Regions from separate parts of the Danio rerio genome. Here all the other regions are linked to region 2. The links are chromatin contacts, called in public HiCAR-type maps. All regions are on one chromosome and are shown on one strand. The core of a region is the stretch at or near the end of the contact, and the rest is flanking DNA. Distances in the headings are between cores, read along the strand shown. Region 1 has its middle 84 kb from the start of s100p. Region 2 overlaps si:ch211-51h4.2. Region 3 has its middle 72 kb from the start of tbl1xr1a.

Evidence for each region. HiCAR-type assays count read pairs that join an accessible place to other places.
Region 1: a contact with region 2 is called in a HiCAR-type map of caudal fin, with 6 times the contacts expected there. The contact joins two enhancer-like sites. A contact is called at or near these places in 1 of 18 Hi-C or Micro-C datasets (hematopoietic stem cells) and 1 of 4 datasets of contacts at active chromatin or transcription factors (caudal fin).
Region 3: a HiCAR-type map of caudal fin shows a contact between it and region 2, with 7 times the contacts expected there. The contact joins two enhancer-like sites. A contact is called at or near these places in 1 of 18 Hi-C or Micro-C datasets (caudal fin) and 1 of 4 datasets of contacts at active chromatin or transcription factors (caudal fin).

What each region holds. Positions count from the first base shown.
Region 1 is chr11:8,657,681-8,660,380 of GRCz12tu, reverse strand. No RefSeq gene overlaps it. Among named protein-coding and RNA genes, the nearest start is that of s100p, 84 kb to the right of the region's middle. Within about 2 kb of position 1,265, at least 16 of the 62 cell types and tissues checked have an H3K27ac peak or open chromatin away from gene starts, as enhancers often do. A contact at or near this core is called in caudal fin, where this site is marked.
Region 2 is chr11:8,895,426-8,898,125 of GRCz12tu, reverse strand. All of the region lies in intron 18 of si:ch211-51h4.2, which reads left to right. tbl1xr1a (TBL1X/Y related 1a) reads right to left here. Exons shown (of 14, transcript NM_001020583.1): 4 at 1,024-1,126; 5 at 36-181. The coding sequence starts at 1,081. Among named protein-coding and RNA genes, the nearest start is that of tbl1xr1a, 98 kb to the right of the region's middle. Within about 2 kb of position 1,410, at least 43 of the 62 cell types and tissues checked have an H3K27ac peak or open chromatin away from gene starts, as enhancers often do. A contact at or near this core is called in caudal fin, where this site is marked.
Region 3 is chr11:8,725,508-8,728,352 of GRCz12tu, reverse strand. No RefSeq gene overlaps it. Among named protein-coding and RNA genes, the nearest start is that of tbl1xr1a, 72 kb to the left of the region's middle. Within about 2 kb of position 1,507, at least 10 of the 62 cell types and tissues checked have an H3K27ac peak or open chromatin away from gene starts, as enhancers often do. A contact at or near this core is called in caudal fin, where this site is marked.

The DNA of each region.
Region 1 (2,700 bases), core at 16-2,515, 240 kb after region 2:
CAAGGTGTATTGTTATTTGCAAGCACCTATTTGTATAAATCACTGTTGACTTGTATTTGTAAATTGATAGTTATTCATAGTTTATACACTCCGATCATTGTTCCAAAGCTTTCTTCTGCAGAGGATACAATAAATATTAAACAGTAACGTAACCAACTGACTGGTTACTCTTTTTTTATCTCTTTTTTCAGTCATTATCATTCCTCTTTCATAGAAGACAAAAATTCAAGTAATTAGTATTAAACGCATCACCTTATTTCTTAGAAAACATATTTTTTCAGGTGAGGTTGACTTAATTTTCACCAAAGAAATCTTCATATGCAAACAAAATAAGACTAATAAGTTTATAAATTATGTGTGATAAAATAAATTGACGTGGGGAAAATGTATTGAACACTTAAAGAAAGGTAGGTGTGAAAGGCCAATGAAAGTCCAGACTGAGGCTGAAATCTCTCAATAGTTATTCGTCAACCCTCTGCCCTTCTTTATTGTAAATTAATATTAGCTGCTTCAGTCCAACATCTACATTAGCTTGAGGATGAAGATGAAACCAGGGTGGACATTTCAGCAAGGCAATGATCCAAAACCCAGCCAAGGAAACTCTCAAATGCTTTGGAAGAAAGAAAATCAAGCTGTAGATTGGCCCAACCAATCACCTGACTCGAATCCAATAGAAAATACAAAGTAAATATCAGATTTAATCGACGAAACCCACAGAACCATCAAGATTTTTACACTGTTAAAGACTGTGAGAAACTCACACCTGAGCAAGGCTTGCAACTTCATTCTGCAAATATAAGGTGTCTTTAAGCTGTCATTAAATAGATTTCAGTAGTTCAGCACTTTCTCCTTGTGTCATTTCAATGGTATTACACAACTTTTCAGATTTTTTGTTTGTTTTATATTCATGTTTGTATTGTTTGGGTTTATACCAAAATCTGGTTCAATTACATATCAACATCTCCTTTATAAATATTATTCTTGGGAAAAAAAAAAAAACTAGCATGTTCAATACTTATTTCCCCCATTGTATATTTAAGAATATAAATTGCTTGTGAAATTGCCTAAAAATGTTTAACCTTGAGATAAATAATTTCATGGACCAAAAAAAAAAAAAAAAGAGTTCCTGCTGTGATTATGTCATGGGCTGAAATAGAAGGAAAAGAATAGCAGAAGAGAGAGAGAGAGAGAGAGAGAGAGAGAGAGAGAGAGAGAGAGAGTGAAAGAGACCTCCAGCATACTCACCGGCAGACTTTAAGTGTGTGCTCAGCATGGCTATTTTTAGCATGAGGAAATAGGCAAAAGTCATGCAGGAACACTGCAGACAACAGAACAAAGAAGAAGAAAAAAAACAACGATACGCTCTAATATGCCATTACAATGCGGGTGATTGCCTTCTAAATGGAGATGTCTCTATCTGTCCCTCTTTCTCGCTCTCCCATCTGCCTTCCACCATTCTGCATGTGAAAGACTATTGCATTAAATGATACATTTTGTTGTGCCAGTGTTCTTGGTTTAGGATTGCACTGCATATGCCTTGTGGAGGAAAATGTATGAGTATGAATAACAGATGCTACAATATCTAGCAGCTGTGCGGACCGCAGTAATATGAGATCACCATTGCATAAGCATCTAATGAGAAAATGGAACCCAGAAGTTTCTCTCTAAAAATGGATGGGGCCATTTCACTGTGTTAAAATCCAAATTCCTGGATAATAACTATGGAATCTATTTTATTGCTTTGCATGTAAAATGAAACATACTTCTCAGTCGTGTAAAAGCAGACCAGGATGTGCAAAACCTCCAATAGAAATGGCATTTCTTATTGTAGCATAGACACAAAATGAAGCCCAACTGCAACCATATAAATCTATCTCAACTTAATCATGTGGTATTAAATACTGGTGGAAGGGGCTTGACAAAATAAAATAGAATGTGACTATGCATAAAAATGGGTTTCCTTTCACCACAGAATAGACTGATTCGTGTCAATTCAGTGATTTATAACATAAATGTTTGTAACATTTATGAATATGACATAGTTTTAACAAACAAATACAGGATTGATCTATTTAAACATTAAGTAATAGTTAGACAATCAGTTATTGCAGTTTTTTTCAATTGCTTTGGCAAATTTTTCAAAATAGACTTAATCTATAAACGGTGAGTGCAAATCTCAAAACTATTTGCTGAAACTTCACTTTTTGCTTGGTTTTGCCGTTGCTTTTTTGTTTGGTTTTGCCAAAGTAGACTTATTACCATACTTATTAGGGGAAGAGGGCAGGGAAGGGTTTGCATTAGGGTGCACGTGCACTCAGTTTCACATTAATTCGGATGTATAAAGAGAATATGCGTGGGATTGCTTATACGCAGGGTTTCATACATCTGAATTACATCTGAAGTCTTTGTACAAAAGGCCTCTGGTGAGTCTGTTGAAGAACAGTTTTAGAAAGCAGGTGAGACAAAAATAAAAGTCAAAAATTTAAATAAAGCATTAAATAACAGGGTGAGAATGTAGTAAACCATTGTTATACAATAACTTGCCTAATTACCCTATCCTGCCTAGTTAACCTACTTAACCTAGTTAAGCCTTGAAATGTCACTTTAAGCTGTATAGAAGTGTTTTGAAAAATATCTAGTCAAATATTATTTACTGTCATCATGGCAAAGATAAAATAAATCAGTTATCAGAAATGAGTT
Region 2 (2,700 bases), core at 161-2,660:
CTCAAATGATGATGTAAATAAAGCTGCGCGGTCACCTCATTGATGCTGACTTCAGCCTCCACGTACTGCAGGCCCTTCTGAATGATGGAGATTAGGGCAGCAGGGGGCACCAAGGCGCCGTTGATGTTCGACTGGCTGATGTGGCTCTCAATGCCGAATGTGAAGGCCGAGTGGGAAAACCCTGCCAGAGGGAATGATAAACACTTCAGTGTGACGCTTGCTGGATCAACTTTCTCTTCTGCTCACAGCTACACAGAGCGTATCATGTGTGCTCCTTTAAACAACGCCCTGACTGTGAACAGCCATAGAGTTGTACTGTAAGCAATGCTGATGGAGGCTTATGAATCAAAAGGAATAAGTGATAGGTCTATCAATCAAATATGAAAACATTTTGGTGTGTTTTTTAATCATTATTCATGGGAAAATGTACCAAATAATTAAAACGTTGTTCATTTACATACGCTCCACATTTTCCAAAATGATTTGAGTAGTGACAAACAGAAGATATTTTGAAGAATGTTGGAAACCTGCCACCACTAGGTATGATTCCATCCAAAGTTATACTTTGTGCAAAATGTCTGTTTTTTTGGTCATTATGCAGAATTATATTTGCAGAATTATAAAAACAACCCGAGACGACAACGATTAACTGGTTAGTCTAGTTATCCAATGGCATCCTCTGTTGAGGCAAAATCAGATAACATATTTGAAGACTGTATTGACTAAATGTTTTTCCAATGCAGTGGATGTGCATGTCATATTATTATTTTTTATTATTAATAATAATGTAATATTCTAAAATATATAAACATAGCTATTGATTTTCATAGTACATATTTCCTACTATGCAAGCCAACATTCTTCAAAATATCTTTATAAGAGTCTCGTAAATGTTTAGAACCACTTAAGGGTTAGTAATAATCATTATTTATTATTGTTATCATTATTATTATTATTTAATATTCAGGAAAGAGCGTTTTTTTGTAAAATGTTGGTGGTGATTAGTGTGGTAGCGCCACCTACCTGACTCCTGCAGGTATCTATACACCAGGAAGTTGACCTCATCGCTGCTAATACTCATCTTCACACTTGCTTACACCATGAGGTCAGCACACAGGACACTAGCCTGAGAGAAAAAGAGGACAAAAACAATCTCAGAAACGGAATGACACTAAAAGCGTCAACAGAAGAGGTATGGATATTGCCAGACTTTCTGCTTTCCACTCAGGGGACTCGGAGTGTGTATAAAAAGCCTCTTTTTTTACAGTGCAATAAGGGGGTAAAAGCTCTCTTTGTCAGCAGGAACCTGAGTGTGTAGTGTGCTGCCAGAGGTTACCAAGGGCTTCACAGCCCTGCATGGCTGAATAACAAGTTGTAGTTCCAAAAGTGTCCATTATACTAAGGGGGCGCTGTTGCATCAAACTGAACTGCAGAACAAACAAAAAAAAGCTCCTGCCACTGAAAATGTTTACATGAGAGTTACTACAAAATACTTGTGTTTACTTGAGTTTGTGACTCAGATTCAATTTGACTGGCCTTACAGAGCTGCCAAAATGTCAGTTCACACATTGAGATGCATTTACAACTTTAGCACAGGAGGGTTTAGTTGAAATTAAAACTGACCTAGATTTGACAGTTTTTTTACATGATTAAACTGTTCGATTTATTGTGATATAAAGGGAACAGTTAACACATTTCATTCTCAAGGACACTGCTCTGTTTTTTTGCTGAATTTCTTCAAATAGCATGCTCTATATTTAACCACAATTTTAACATGTCTGCTGAACGGTAGACTTCTTGAAGCAGAAAACAAAACATGTAAAACACTTAATTTCTCAGATAAAAAATACAGCTGGATACATTTTACTGTCTAAAAAAAGAAACAAAGCTACACTATTATTTTATTTATTTATTTATTTTTGATGTATGAAAGCTCTTTTAAATTGTTACACACCTAAAATAAGATATTTTTATTTTGCATTATACAACTTAAACAGATTTTAAAAATCCCTGAAATGTGTAACAATACATCACAGTGTTTCCTCTAGGATTTTTTTCCAGCTGTGGCGGCAGGCCTTTTTTTTACACAGATATACCAAATACCTGTGGCGTTATTTCATTGACAAATGTCTTGAGCGCAGTATTAGAAGTCAAGATCGCATTTATGTAATTACCTACATGTACGAGCATGTGAATCTCTGCTTAACGATTTCCTCTGCTTGTGCACAAAACATCTTGCACGCGACCTCAAATATAAGTCGCTTCAAGAGCGCGCAGATCTTCTTGTGCGCTCTCAAACAAATGCTGCTGAGTGCGATTTAGTGCGTTTATGTAACGAGGATGTCTCCAGCATTTATTAGATTTGCTAGGAATGTTTATGAATGTCTCTAATACAGTGGTCCCCAACCCCCGGGCCACAGTACCGGGCCGCACAAGAATTAATTATCTTTAAGTTGCCAGATAAAGTTGCTACATTTAAAGCCAAACTGAGGCATATTGGACATGTTTCAAACATTAGCGGGGATTTTGTGTGAGACTAAGCCTGCGCCCTCACTCACCAAGCTGGTGCACGATCATCAGTATTCACTGTTGAAGGAGTTTGAGCGCTACTTCCCAACCTCAAAGGACCCACAAACGGCTAGGGAATGGATACGTGACCCATTTGTCAACAAACCAGCTGAATCCAGAATGTCCGTGCAA
Region 3 (2,845 bases), core at 258-2,757, 170 kb after region 2:
CCGGAGGAAACCCACAAGAACATTGGGAGAACATGCAAACTCCACACAGATATGCCAACTGAACCAGCCAAGGCATGAACGAGCGACATTCTTGCTGTGAGATGAGAGCGCTATCCAATGCGCCACCGCGCTGCCCATCTATATATATTATAATATACTTTTATTGTTTTCATATTAGTATATAGGTATTATATATGATGCCTACATATTATTATATTGCATTAAATAATATTCATAAGTAGTATTTGAGACTTTTTGATGTGTCTTTGCTAGTGATAAGGGGGGGGGGGGGGGGGGGGGGGGTTTGGTATCATGTTTCACATGGCTTTCTGAATTCCAGCAAAGCTTTTTTAAATCATCAAAGGCAATTAGTGTGTGATGTTTGTGCTGCCTTGACAAGCCTGAATTCACCGGCTGAAATCCTGAACCCTTTTTTTATGACAGAGGAAGGCAAATTACTTCAATGAGTGGGGAATTTAACACAATTTCCATTTACTTGCATGCACATGTTGTGTGCAAATTGTTGTGAATCAGGTATAATGCACCAGGTTCATAAAATGCGTAAATGTGTCTGGAGGATGAGAAAGGTGCAGATTAACACAAGCTGGATTGCTTTAATGTAGCACTTTTTAGACGTATGATTTAAATAAATAGATACATTTGAATTTAACATGGATTTGAATTTTATCTAAAATTTTGTATACAGTTACACAGTTTTTGACAAACTTAAAGCCACAAAGTATTTTTCACCACGAGAGGGTGCATATTAACAACAAACAACGTCAGGGTTTGACAATTCAATGACATGAGAATCATGGGAGTTGTCATCTTTATTACATTCGTCATACCGTCCCGTTCGTTTAAAAGAATAAAATGCAGCCATACGTACCTCCGGTTACATAATTCGCGGTCTCCAGAAACGTCCACAGGACTACGTTTTCAGAATTAGCCTGGGTTGTATTTTTGCCTAAAAATAGCTTTAAAAGTGCATTATGTTGTCCAACAGCTGCAATATTTGTCACATTGTAGTGAGTTTGTTAATCTGCTGTCACTCTTTGTGGGTGGAGTAATACAGAAGAGTGAGGAGCCTGTACGAGTGCTGTTATAGCAGAAGAATGCATGACTATCAACCAATTACAGTTTTAATACATATATTAAAGTTGTGTTAATATTACAGTACAGTTATTTAAACTAGGCAAACAGCAGAGTTTTGTTTATAACAAAAGTCAAATGTAGGGTTAGTCACTGCCTGGTTTCACTGGTTTGTGGGTGTTTAGTGAATATAACACTGTGTGAAAGTAGTGCAACTGTTTAGTCAAATGACTGTGTTTGTGTGTGTTTGATTGTTTCAGCTGTGCTGGTCGTTATAATATGATCATGATTATGGCGTGTTGAAGCCAAGCTCCTGAAAATGTGTGTGTTTGGAAACACAAGGTCTGGTGTTCAGTCTGCCTGTGCAGGCACGTTTCTCTCAGTGAGGTACTTGGCATCAACCCTTCACTATCATATGCCAAGTTCATGGGTTGGTGGAGACACACATGCACACACGCACACACACACAAACACACACACATGCTTGCACACAGAAGCGAAAAGCTGTGTAAATATGTTCACTGTATCGGCTGGTAAATATAGAATTGATATTACCGATTCTACCTCAAGATAAGAAAAAGGCTGGAGTTCACAGTTTGTTTGTTTTTATCTTTGTCAACTTCCTCGCACACTGGCTCATTTATTTTTAAAACTTGCGAGGAGAGGAAATGTCACTTAAGATGGAGTTTTAGCAGTGCAGTCATGTGTTGATGCCCTCAGAGACAAGGAAAAAAAGTCCAAATGAAGACAGAAAAAAAAAATACTGCAGTGTGACACACAAAATAAGCTCTCTAAACTACCCACGCACACAGTACAGGCAAGATACGGCACAGATTACTCATTCAGTCAAATAACACACAGAAACGGCTCAAAGCTCTTCACCACCCACAAATGAACTAATCACCCATACTGAAAACCATGAATTTACCATCATAAATCAACATCAAAATTACATAAATAAGCTACTACAATGACAGAGAGAAGAGATAATGAACATTCAAACTGGCTCTCCGTGGTGTGACAGACATCAGTGGGGCAGATAAATTAAAAAGAATATATAAATGTATAAATTAATATTTTATGCATAGTATAAGATCTAAAAATCAGCAGTATTGTGAATTATTAATTCAATTTAATAATTTGTAAATATATAGTATTTTAAAATATTTTTCTATGATTTGTGAAAAAGACATCATGCAGTTTAAAAAATGAATTTATTATATAAAAAAACAGTTAAGAGAGACTGAAACACTATATGCTTTCAGAATTATTAGTACGCTGTTTATTTTTTTCCTCAATTTCTGTTTAATGGACAGAATATTTCTTCAACACATTTCTAAACATAATAGTTTTAATAATTCATTTCTAATAACTGATTTAGTTTTATCTTTGTCATGTTGACAGTACATAATATTGGACTAGATATTTTTCAAGGCACTTCTATACAGCTTAAAGTGACATTTAAAGCTTTAAGTAGGTAAATTAAGTTAACTTTCGGAAAAAAAAGGCCTAAAAGGGCTTATAATATTGACTTTAAAATGTTTTTTTTTTTTAAATAAAAACTCCTTTTTTTTCTAGCTGAACTAAAACAAATAAGACTTTCTCCAGAAGAAAAAACATTACCAGACATACTGTGAAAATTTCCTTGCTCTGTTGAACATCATTTGAGATGTATTTAAAAAAGAAAAACAATTTAAAGGGAGTTTAATAGTTCTGATTTCAACTTTTGTCCTTATCTTAAAATCTCACTTGT